Linked DNA regions of Ovis canadensis: region 2 is linked to region 1. Evidence: chromatin contacts called from public Hi-C data. All regions are on one chromosome and are shown on one strand. Each heading gives the region's core, a stretch centred on a gene start, on an enhancer-like site or on the middle of the called end of the contact. The rest is flanking DNA. Distances are from core to core; before and after follow the strand shown. Region 1 holds the start of TM4SF4 (transmembrane 4 L six family member 4). Region 2 has its middle 20 kb from the start of TM4SF18.

Region 1 (5,237 bases), core at 1,290-3,789:
AGTGCCTGCATCACGCCTAAGGTCCAGGAACCCCTGGACTTTCTGTGGCTGAATTTGCTGCCAGCACACTCCCAGGAGATGTGGTCCAGGAGGGCAGCTGCCGAGCTCATATTCTCCTTTTCTTTCTACAAGGATCCCTTTCTGTCCCTTCGAGAGTTGCCACCTGCTCTCACTTCTGAGATCTTCTTCCTGCAGAACAGGAACCAGAGTGGGGCTCAGCCTCAGCCACCTCGTCCTCACTGTCTCTAAAAAGGAGGGCTGTAGTCATTAAGATTCAAGGGCTTCACTGCTGAAGAGAGAGTGAACAGCAAACGTCAAGCATGGGCGTCACAACCTCATTGTCAGAACCTCACGAGTGTCTTGAGCAAGGACCCAGCCCTTCCTGAGGGTAAACTTCACCAAGGCTCCCTCCCCTCACCTCCCCTTTCCCCAGATTAGATTGCCACTTCCTGCTTGCAGGTCTAAAGGCACAATGAATTGTTGAACAATAAATGAGTTAATCACCCTCAAAGTGTCTGAAATCAGGGCATTCCAGAAGGGTGACTATCCCATAGCATTTCCCTTTCTGCATACAGGATATAAATGACCTCATATTTCCTCATGTACCACATCTTTTTAAAAATCACGGAAGAAACCTCAACTGTGGTCCATGCTATCTTCTACTTTCACCTGTTCACTTAGTGATCATAACCCCTGTTACTAGTCTGAAAAGTCTAGGGCATCAGGGCTGTGTTAACCAATGTTATTCAAATTTCTTGAGTAACTTCTAGGGGCAAAAGTCTCTGAAGAAAGAAAAAACTGCCCAGGCTCCAAAGGGGAGCTGCCTAGCTCCAAGATGGCATCTACAAAGATCAACTCCATTCTTAAATCCTGAGAACTTTGGACTTCCTCCTGGCACTTTCAGAACTCCTTGTCAAAGCTGGTGGGTTTCAAAGAAAGCTCATTTGCACCTGCTCAGTGTTGAAAAGCAACAGCCAGCAAAGTGATAACAGTCCTTATCTGCTGGTGGTAGGAACATGGCTGGTTTTTCTTCCTTCTGCTAATCTGTATAACTGACTTTTCTACCGAAAAAAAAAAAAACATATTATTTTGTAATAAGAAAAAAAATCACAATAGTTCATGGTTGTTCAGAAAGAAGTATGTCCCGCTGTACCCATACAATTCACACACGGTATCATTCTATTGTTTATATTGAAAAGAGACCACTTTTTAAATTTCTAAAGAAGAAAATCTATTAGGGAGAGCATAGCCCAGGCATGGGTGACAAAGAATCTTGTTTTAAAGTCTTGGTTCCTTGTCTTATTATGTTGGGATGACCTTATGATATGTACTTAATCTCTCTGAGTCCTAGGGCCTTCCCCAGTAGAAAGGACATGACATTGTCACAGTTCAAGCTTAGTACATCACGCATGCTCAATAAATATTTGTTTTCCTTCTTGCCCCAATGCTGAGATCTCAGAAAGTATCCTTATAGAGCGACCAACGCACGTTTCATAGAATCTTCAGAAGAAAACTCAGCACCCAACCAATCTGACTTCTCTGGAATCAACTAACCACAGCTTCCCTGGTCAAGGGTCCCTGACCCACGGCAGATTGTAGCCCACTGCTTCCCTGGGAACAAGCGGCCAACTTCATGGCAGGACAGGTCTTACCACGTTACAGTGTTACTTGCTTTTTATTTAGCTACAAGTTGACTGTCTGTGAAATTCTACCTGCTATCTTTCTCTTAACCTCTAGGCTCTCAACAAAGGGCTAGCAGGCTCCCTTTTCATCCCACAGTCCTTCAGCTGTTAAGCAACACCAGTACCCAGCAGGGACGGTCACTGCATGACGTCGGGCTTGGTCTAGGCATGGCAGAAGCTTCCTTAAAGTGACACAAAGCATACTAGTAACCGAATGCTGCCCCAGACACTTGGCAAAATTCTCAATAAAGGTCCATCTTACCTCCTCTTACACTTTCTAACTGCTCTTTTAACTTTGTCCAAGCTACCTCCAATCCCCTCATCAATGTTTTTCCTCTCTTCCACCCAATACCAACCTCCCTTTCTCCTTACCTTTTTCAAAGATGGGGCTTTTTATTCCTGCATAGAAGATATAGCTGAACAAGTTGATTGGGAATGGTTCTTGCTAATTCTATCATGCCAGGTAGGGAAGAAAATAGAACCTAATGGAATAGCAGACAACAAAATAAATAATTACCCTGATTTCGTCCTTTAAAAAATTCCTGTGGGCCCGAGCTCAAAAATACCCAACTAGACCATCAGACTGCTATTTTCCTATTGAGGAAAACAGAAGCTCTTTCAAATAACTCTTTTGCATTCCAGGCTTTCAGCGGAAAAGGCAAAGACATGCACTGTAGACCATTAAGTACTTAGGAGACACGATTTTAGCTAGGATGTAACTCAATTTTACTGTGATTTATAAAGAGCCTGGGGAAAATATTTCTTGATTTGGGCAGGCCATTGTCAGATTAAAGGTGCCGTAGGCCCAGATGCTGTTTGTTCCAGCCCTAAGTTCGATTGCAACAAGGTTGAGTGTCTTGTCTGTGCTGGTGGATTATTAACAGAGGTTATTGGTCTCCATGGCAAAATGATTGCAATGAACGTAATCTTATTTATGAGGGTGCAGGGAGGGAAAAAAAGAGCTTCAGGTCAGGGAGAATATAAATGACCATAGCCGTTGAGGTTCTGTTGCATTTGAGAAGCTGAAGCAACTCCCAGGACACAGCTCACAGGCTGATTTTGCTTCTTGGCTCCAAAATAAGAATTGATTTGGGGACAATTGTTACGACTCTGCAGCCGATAACTTTGAAGAGAGCCTGCGAGGAAGGGGGCTTGATCACACACCGACATCCCATATCCCCAGCATGTGCACTGGGAGCTGTGCCAAGTGCCTGGGGGGCACCCTCATCCCCCTGTCTGTGTTTGGCCTCCTCGCTAACATCCTGCTATTTTTCCCTGGAGGAAAAGTGATAGACAACAATGACCACCTTTCCGACGAGGTCTGGTATTTTGGAGGAATATTAGGAAGCGGAGTCTTGGTGAGTAAGGAAACCTTAACATCTCCCCCTAAAGATTTTCAGTCTATCTTTTTAAAATTGGGTACTTACTGAACAGGAAGAGATTTAGTTGCTAACAAAAGCCCAAGAACTGCATGATGAAACGTTAAGTGCCTCAATTTTTTCCCTTCCTCATAGGGACCCACCAAGGAATCCCTAGAGTTAGGCTGGCAGCTCCCATGGGGCAGTGCACTTCCCTGAACCAAGCTGAGTGCTACAGAATTTATTTTAAGAAGACAATGATAGGGTGCGGGGTTGTGGGGGGTCGGGGAGTGCGAATATATTTTTTCTAGTAAATTCATTGAAAACTACCAAGAGAAACAGGTGTCAGTGAATTCCTCTTCCAATTCTTTGGTAATGATTTCTTTATCCCTTATTTCCAACATAGACTAGGAACTTCTGGTTTAGAGAGAGAAAAACTCATGTTTCATGACAATCGAGGACAAGTTTTTTGTCCTTCTCCTAACCCACCATGTAAATGGAAACTCAGTGTCAGATCTTGGTATATTGCCTCATTGGATTTGCAGTTAGGCCAAATAGAACCGAAATATTCCATAACACTCATCCACCCACCAGCCAGACTCCATTAGCTGTTGGCCCCCAAGTCCCGGGTTGGAGATGTGGCTCGTCACACAGGCAGGCAGGCACGGGGCGCCCCCTTCACGTGCCAGCCCACACGGTGTTTCTTTTGCTTGTAGATGATCTTTCCTGCCCTGGTGTTCTTGGGCCTGAAGAACAATGACTGCTGCGGGTGCTGTGGCAACGAGGGCTGCGGGAAGCGCTTTGCGGTGAGTGCCTGCGGAGGCCGGGAGAGGGGATCAGCCAGCAGACCCGCTCCAGGGGGCACTGCCTTCTGTGCTGGGCATTGAGGGGATGAGTCACCAGCCCCAGGCAACACTCTGAGGGCAGCTGGTACAGGGATAATGATGGGATTCTTGCTGGTGCAAAGTAACAGTAATCATAAATTTTTAAAACCATAGCCCTCCTACTTATAGAATATGAGTGTCGTTCAAAATGTTACTAGCAGTCAGGGATATCAGAGCTGGAAAACTGCAGTGATGCCATAGAAAGAATGAAGGCTGGAGGCTTTCCCTGGTGGTCCAGTGATTAAGGTGTTGCGCTTTCAGTGCAGGGGGCATGAGTTAGATCCCTGGTCAGGGAACTAGGGATCCTGAATGCAGCACAGCTTGGCCAAAAGAAAAAAATTTTTTAAATAAAATGCTAACTAAAAGTATAGCTTAATAAAGAAAAGACTGCAGGCTTGGAAGGCAGAGATGGGGGCTGTGACTGCCTCTGCCGCTGAGAAGCCCTGAGACCTTGGGCAAGTCAATTCCCTTCTCTGGCTCTGTGTTGCCTCATCTGTAAAGGTGGGGCTGGGACAGGATAACAGATGGTGACTTCTGATAGCTGCCTAAACTCTCCATCTACGCCCCTGCTGGGATCATTGCCTCAGAGGCTTCGCACTTCCCTACCTTTACCCCCGTTTTCCCCCCAGCCTTCTGTTTCCTTTCCTGTTTCCTGTAGCCATCCATCTTTAGTGGGCAAACTACAGAAAATAGGCTTCACCTTTCCAAGCTGGAGTGGGAAGGCTGGGGGTGGGGTTGAGTCCCATGTCCTCAACTGGGGTGCTCTTTGCCTCCCTCTGCCCATCTGTTAAGATGAGGAAGTTGGACTAACTCAGAATTTCCCAAGGACAGACAAGCTCTGCTGGCACACAGATTTGCTTTATCTTTCAATAATACAGAAAGTTATTTTCTTTTAATTCTCCTTCAATCCTCTTAAGTCTATCAAGAAAACTCTTGCTTTGATGGAAAAAAGTCTTTGCTATTTCTAATTCTCTGTAATCTCCCTAACAAGCCTCCAGCTTCAGGAACTCGAGAAACATTAACTAGAAATTCAATAATATTGTGTTTATGTGTGTTGATGATTCGAGCTTTTCATTCATAGAGGTGATATAAACGAATAAAATAGAGAGCGGATTTAAAGAAAGATATTGAGTTCAGATACATTGATGTGGCAAAAATGAAGAAGGCTGAGCCAGAATTACTGGCTGGATGATGCATCAACCAGCACTTGATCTAATCTCCAGAGTCAGTTGTCCATCTAAAAGAACCCCAATGATAAATTATACATTCCTACCTTTAACTTCTAAAAGGAAAAGTATTGCAACCTATCCTGA
Region 2 (5,391 bases), core at 1,199-3,698, 150 kb before region 1:
TCCCAGAGTTCACTCAAACTCACGTCCATCGAGTCGGTGATGCCATCCAGCCATCTCATCCTTTGTTGTCCCCTTCTCCTCCTGCCCCCAATCCCTCCCTGCATCAGAGTCTTTTCCAATGAGTCAACTCTTCCCATGAGGTGGCCAAAGTACTGGAGTTTCAGCTTTAGCATCATTCCTTCCAAAGAACACCCAGGGCTGATCTCCTTCAGAATGGACTGGTTGGATCTTCTTGCAGTCCAAGGGACTCTCAAGAGTCTTCTCCATCACCACAGTTCAAAAGCATCAATACTTTGGCACTCAGCCTTCTTCACAGTCCAACTCTCACATCCATACATGACCACTAGGAAAACCATAGCCTTGACTAGACAGACCTTTGTTGGCAAAGTAATGTCTCTGCTTTTGAATATGCTAACTAGGTTGGTCATAATTTTCCTTCCAAAGAGTAAGCATCTTTTAATTTCAAGGCTGCAATCACCATTTACAGTGATTTTGGAGCCCAAAAAAATAAAGTCTGGCACTGTTTCCACTGTTTCCCCATCTATTTCCCATGAAGTGATGGGACCAGATGCCATGATCTTTGTTTTCTGAATGTTGAGCTTTAAGCCAACTTTTTCACTCTCTTCTTTCACTTTCATCAAGAGGCTCTTTAGTTTCTCTTCACTTTCTGCCATAAGGGTGGTATCATTTGCATATCTGAGGTTATTGATATTTCTCTTGGCAATCTTGATTCCAGCTTGTGCTTCTTCCTGCCCAGAGTTTCTCATGATGTATTCTGCATATAAGTTAAATAAGCAGGGTGACAATATACAGCCTTGACATACTCCTTTTCCTATCTGGAACCAGTCTGTTGTTCCATGTCCAGTTCTAACTGTTGCCTCCTGACCTGCATACAGGTTTCTCAACAACAGTGGAAAACTTAGCTCTAAATAACAAAACCCATAATTTTCAGGGGATTTTTTTGTTGTCTAAAAAAATGCAGTGTTTAATCTCTATTGAGTATTGGACTTCACTCATATAGTATTTTACAGTTTGCAAAATGTTTTCTCGACATAATCTCGGTGACGTAAGAACAGCTCTGTAAGGTTTGCAGGAAGAACATTTTCACCTCCATAGGCACACACAGGTAACCAAGCTGAGATAGCAGAGGCAGGTGGACTTGCAGACACTCCCTTGACCGAGCTGTGGCAGAGCTGCTCCTGGTATCCATCTTTCTAACTTGAGCTACTCCAGGCATCCCAGAACTGCTGGCTGAGACACAAGCCTGAGCACCAAAAGAACTCACGAATGCCTCAGGAAGCTAGAATTATTGGTCCCTCAGTCAATTTTTAGCGACAGATCTTAGCGCTCTCTCCCACTGCTTGTTTCCAAGACAACTTCTAGCACAAATGTGGATATATAAGGAGAAAGCCATTAGCAACTTCCCTGGTTGCCCGGGACCAAAGGACAAATCTGCTCACTGTTTATACTCAAATTTTCTCACTCTTCATATTCAGTTAGACCAGTGGGTTCCAAGTTTGGCGCACATTAATTTATGATCGAAAATCCTGAAACCCAACGCACAGTCCAGACCAACAGCATCAGACTCTGAGTTGGAATCTGGGCATCTGTAGTTTCAAAACTCCCCCAGTGAGTCTGATATGTAGTCTGTATTTGGTCAAGATCCAAAGAGTTAGAGAAACATAGTGAATCTAATCTTGTTTAAACCCACAACTCTTTATTAAATGGATCAACTCTTGATTTGAACACAACAAAAATACATGGGTGATCTGACTGGTCTACAGATTTTTCAGTCACTGTCATTATTACAATCACGCTCAATTTATAGAGCACTTCTGCTCAGCATTGCACTTGGCCAGTATTATCTAACTAAAACCTCCTTAGATGTGGGTATTATCTCCAATTCTCTGGCGAGGAAACCGAGGTACTTAGGGCTCAGTGACATGCCCAGGATCACACAGCTGGTAAGTGATGGAACTGAGAGGTTCAAATCTAGCACTTGACACACCTAACTTCAGAACACTGCCCACCATGTGAATGACTGATTTTGTGGGCTGGTTCTATGTTTGGTTATTAATTCTGTGAGTGAGTGAAGTCGCTCAGTTGTGTCCAACTCTTTGCGACCCCGTGGACTGTAGCCCACCAGGCTCCTCCATCCATGGGATTCTTCAGGCAAGAATACTGGAGTGGGTTGCCATTTCCTTCTCCAGGGAACCTTCCTGACCCAGGGATTGAACCCAGGTCTCCTGCTTTGCAGGCAGAGGCTTTAACCTCTGAGCCACTATGCCACTTATTAATTAAGTGGCAGCTGAGACTGACTGGGATCTTCCTCTTCTCTCCTCTTCCTGTGCTTGTCTCCAGCCAAGAGAGGCTATGCTTTGTTCGGTACCAATTCAGGGCTTCAATGCCCAGCCCTACTTGATAGACGGTGGGGCTCATACACTCCCTATTGTTTGAATGTATGACACTCCAAGCCACGTGGTCTATATCCAGTTGACTAATTTACACAGTCCTATTCCTAATAAGGGGGCTTCCCAGGTGACTCAGCGGGTAAAGTATCCGTCTGCAATGAAGGAGTCACAGGATCCACCCCTGGGTTGGGAAGACCCCCTGGAGGAAGGCATGGCAACCCTCTCCAGCATTCTTGCCTGGAGAATCCCATGGACAGAGGAGCTTGGCGAGCTATAGTCCACAGGGTCACGAAGAGTTGGAGATGACTGAAGCAACTGAGCACAAACACATATCCTAATAAATCTACAAGTGATCTGAGAAATCAACGCTGTGGTGTTCAGCTAGAGAAAAAAAAAAAGTGAAACATTTCTTCAACAGGAAATCTACAGTGAGTAGCATGAGTAACTTTCCCAGGAAGTTCTTAAAATATTAAACAGTTCCATTTAAGTATGTAGACCGTTGAGCTAAAGTTACCTTAGAGGAAAATGTAATGATCCCAGAGGAGTCCCATTTGAAAGTCAAAAAACTGAGTCCTCCCCCTCTTCCCTGTTCCCCCTTTTCAGAAACCAAGTCGGCGTATCATTTGGTGAAAGAGGAAGTGAAACAAAGCTTGTGTTCAGTGGCCTGGAGCGTGATGCTCAGGACTCCAGCAGAACCTACAAAAGTAAAACGATGTGGTTATAGATTTTCAGAAAGCCTATTTATAACATTTGTTTCAGAATATATGTAACCAAAATGAATTGCTCCAACAACTCAAAATAGCGATTCTGAAAAAATCGCTGTAGCTCCCTGTAGCCTAGAAATGAGGTCATTTTCTCCCTTTTGAAGCGCTCCCTCTCCAATTAAGTTTGAACGCAGGTTGGCCGGGCAGCCTCAACCCCAGAGAAGAGGCATTTGATCCAGTGCTGTCTTTACTTCTCTCGGCCACACGGTGTCGCTGTCGAAGACAAGTTGGTTCACCTTAAAATGCTTCCTCTCTGTGAGGAGCCCTTAGGATGCTGGTCCCTAAAGGCGCCACGGGAGCTCTTCACAGCGGTCAGTGACCTCCCTCAGCACTCAGTTCTGCTGTGAACTCCAACGTGGCTGCCATTTCAACCAAGTTCTTTTAGCTTCTGTGAACCGGGAGTTGGCTCCTGAAGCTCTGAGTCGAAATAGCTTCTATTGTTCACGGAGCTCCCTCCCAAACTTCCTTGCAGTGATGGCCAAGGGAGAGGGTGGCCTCATATTTTCTACCATCTATCCTCCTGACTCCCAACTTCCCAAACATAAAGGCTCTCTCAATATTGCCTTTCCCTAGGCAGTCTGGGCGGAGAAGGCAGCGGCACCCCACTCCAGTACTCTTGCCTGGAAAATCCCATGGATGGAGGAGCCTGGTAGGCTGCAGTCCATGCTAAGGGTCAGACACGACTGAGCGATTTCCCTTTCACTTTTCACTTTCATGCATTGGAGAAGGAAATGGCAACTCACTCCAGTGTTCTTGCCTGGAGAATCCCAGGGACGGGGGAGCCTGGTGGGCTGCCGTCTATGGGGTCGCACAGAGTCAGACACGACTGAAGTGACTTAGCAGCAGCAGCAGCAGCAGCAGGCATTCTGGGCTATTCACCCTTAATTTACGTGTCTCGTGTAGCATAAATGATATGTATCCTCTTAAAGGAAAACTCCCCAGGAGTCCACAAGGTATTTTCATCCTGGCACATAGGAAAAAGTGGCTTGTATTTTTCTCACTAAAGAAGTGAAGAGATACAAGAGAAGATCATTTCCTTTAATGGGGCTAAAATAAAATAATACAAAATATATTTCTATCATTTTTTTTCAGTGAAATTCTAGATTTGTAATATAATAACATTGTGATAGTTAGTGTATCCAACCCCTTGGCAGTGTTTCATCCTTCTGTCTCTCCCCAGTGCCAGACCTGTCCCTGTTTTCACAATACTCTGCTTAACTACGATCTGCTCTTATTGTTGTTGTTCAGTCTCTAAGTCACGTCTGCCTCTTTGCGACCCCATGGATTGCAGCATGCAGTCTGATCTGGTCTAATGACATGTTTGTTGAGAAGGGAGGGAACTCGATCGAGTCAGGGACGGAGGGCCCCGACTTCTAGTTCAGTGCTCTTTCCGCCACACAACACCACATCTCCATTTCTGGAGAATACTCCCAGGCTGGGAAGGTCAAGGATTTTCTTAGATGTTTGATGAGAGGTGGAAACGATTCAAGGTAGCTGGGCAAGGCAGACCTCAAGGCATCTGTTCTAGTTTTCTGCATCCCTCCACTGAACACACATGTCTTTTTTCCAGGGACTGATGAGTGCAAACTATAGCCTATCTTCAGAATAGCCTCCCTCTTCTCCCTACTTTGTCCCTCTCTCTATCTCAGGTACAAAATACCCCCATGTGGGGTTTCCATCAAAACCCACAGCAAACATGTATGATTGTCTTGGCCACCTGGAATTCCTCTTCTCTTTCCTTGGGGAACTACCCTCTAGCATTCCATGTGATCCTGGTGGGTTTGGCCAGTCCCAACCACCCCTAGTCACCCACTTGTATGATCCATGCCCAGTACTGAGGCCACAAAAAATAAAGAGCCTTATATTAGGCCTTAAGAATTATAATTCAGAAGACACAGATTCACATAAATCGAAAGAATGTTCTGGGAAAAAGAAAAGGTCAAACGCTTAAAAAGACAAAAGCCACACGGTGGTTAAAGTTGCCCAGTGAAGATTGTGATCCACTCTAACCCATGTCAGAAAATAATTTTAGGGTAGGAGTTTGATAAGTAGATAGGCTACCATGAGTTATGTTAGAGTAAGGGTCTGATAAGTATCTGGAGTAGGACAATGCGTGGTCAAAAGGTCAAATTCCATTCAAGCTGAGATGGGTATATGTCACACCTTTTCAACAGCCTCCTGGCTTTATTTTAGAGTGTTCTCTTGGTAATATTCAC

The links. Hi-C and Micro-C count contacts between places; a contact is called where the count stands out from the background.
Region 2: a Hi-C map of lung shows a contact between it and region 1, with 4 times the contacts expected there. The contact joins the enhancer-like site here to the promoter of TM4SF4 in region 1. A contact is called at or near these places in 2 of 2 Hi-C or Micro-C datasets (fibroblasts and lung).

The regions. Positions count from the first base shown.
Region 1 is chr1:241,767,629-241,772,865 of ARS-UI_OviCan_v2, reverse strand. It overlaps TM4SF4 (transmembrane 4 L six family member 4), which reads left to right and starts at 2,539. Exons shown (of 5, transcript XM_069580747.1): 1 at 2,539-3,040; 2 at 3,757-3,846. The coding sequence starts at 2,867.
Region 2 is chr1:241,915,103-241,920,493 of ARS-UI_OviCan_v2, reverse strand. No RefSeq gene overlaps it. Among named protein-coding and RNA genes, the nearest start is that of TM4SF18, 20 kb to the left of the region's middle. Within about 2 kb of position 2,448, the one cell type or tissue checked has open chromatin away from gene starts, as enhancers often do. A contact at or near this core is called in fibroblasts, where this site is marked.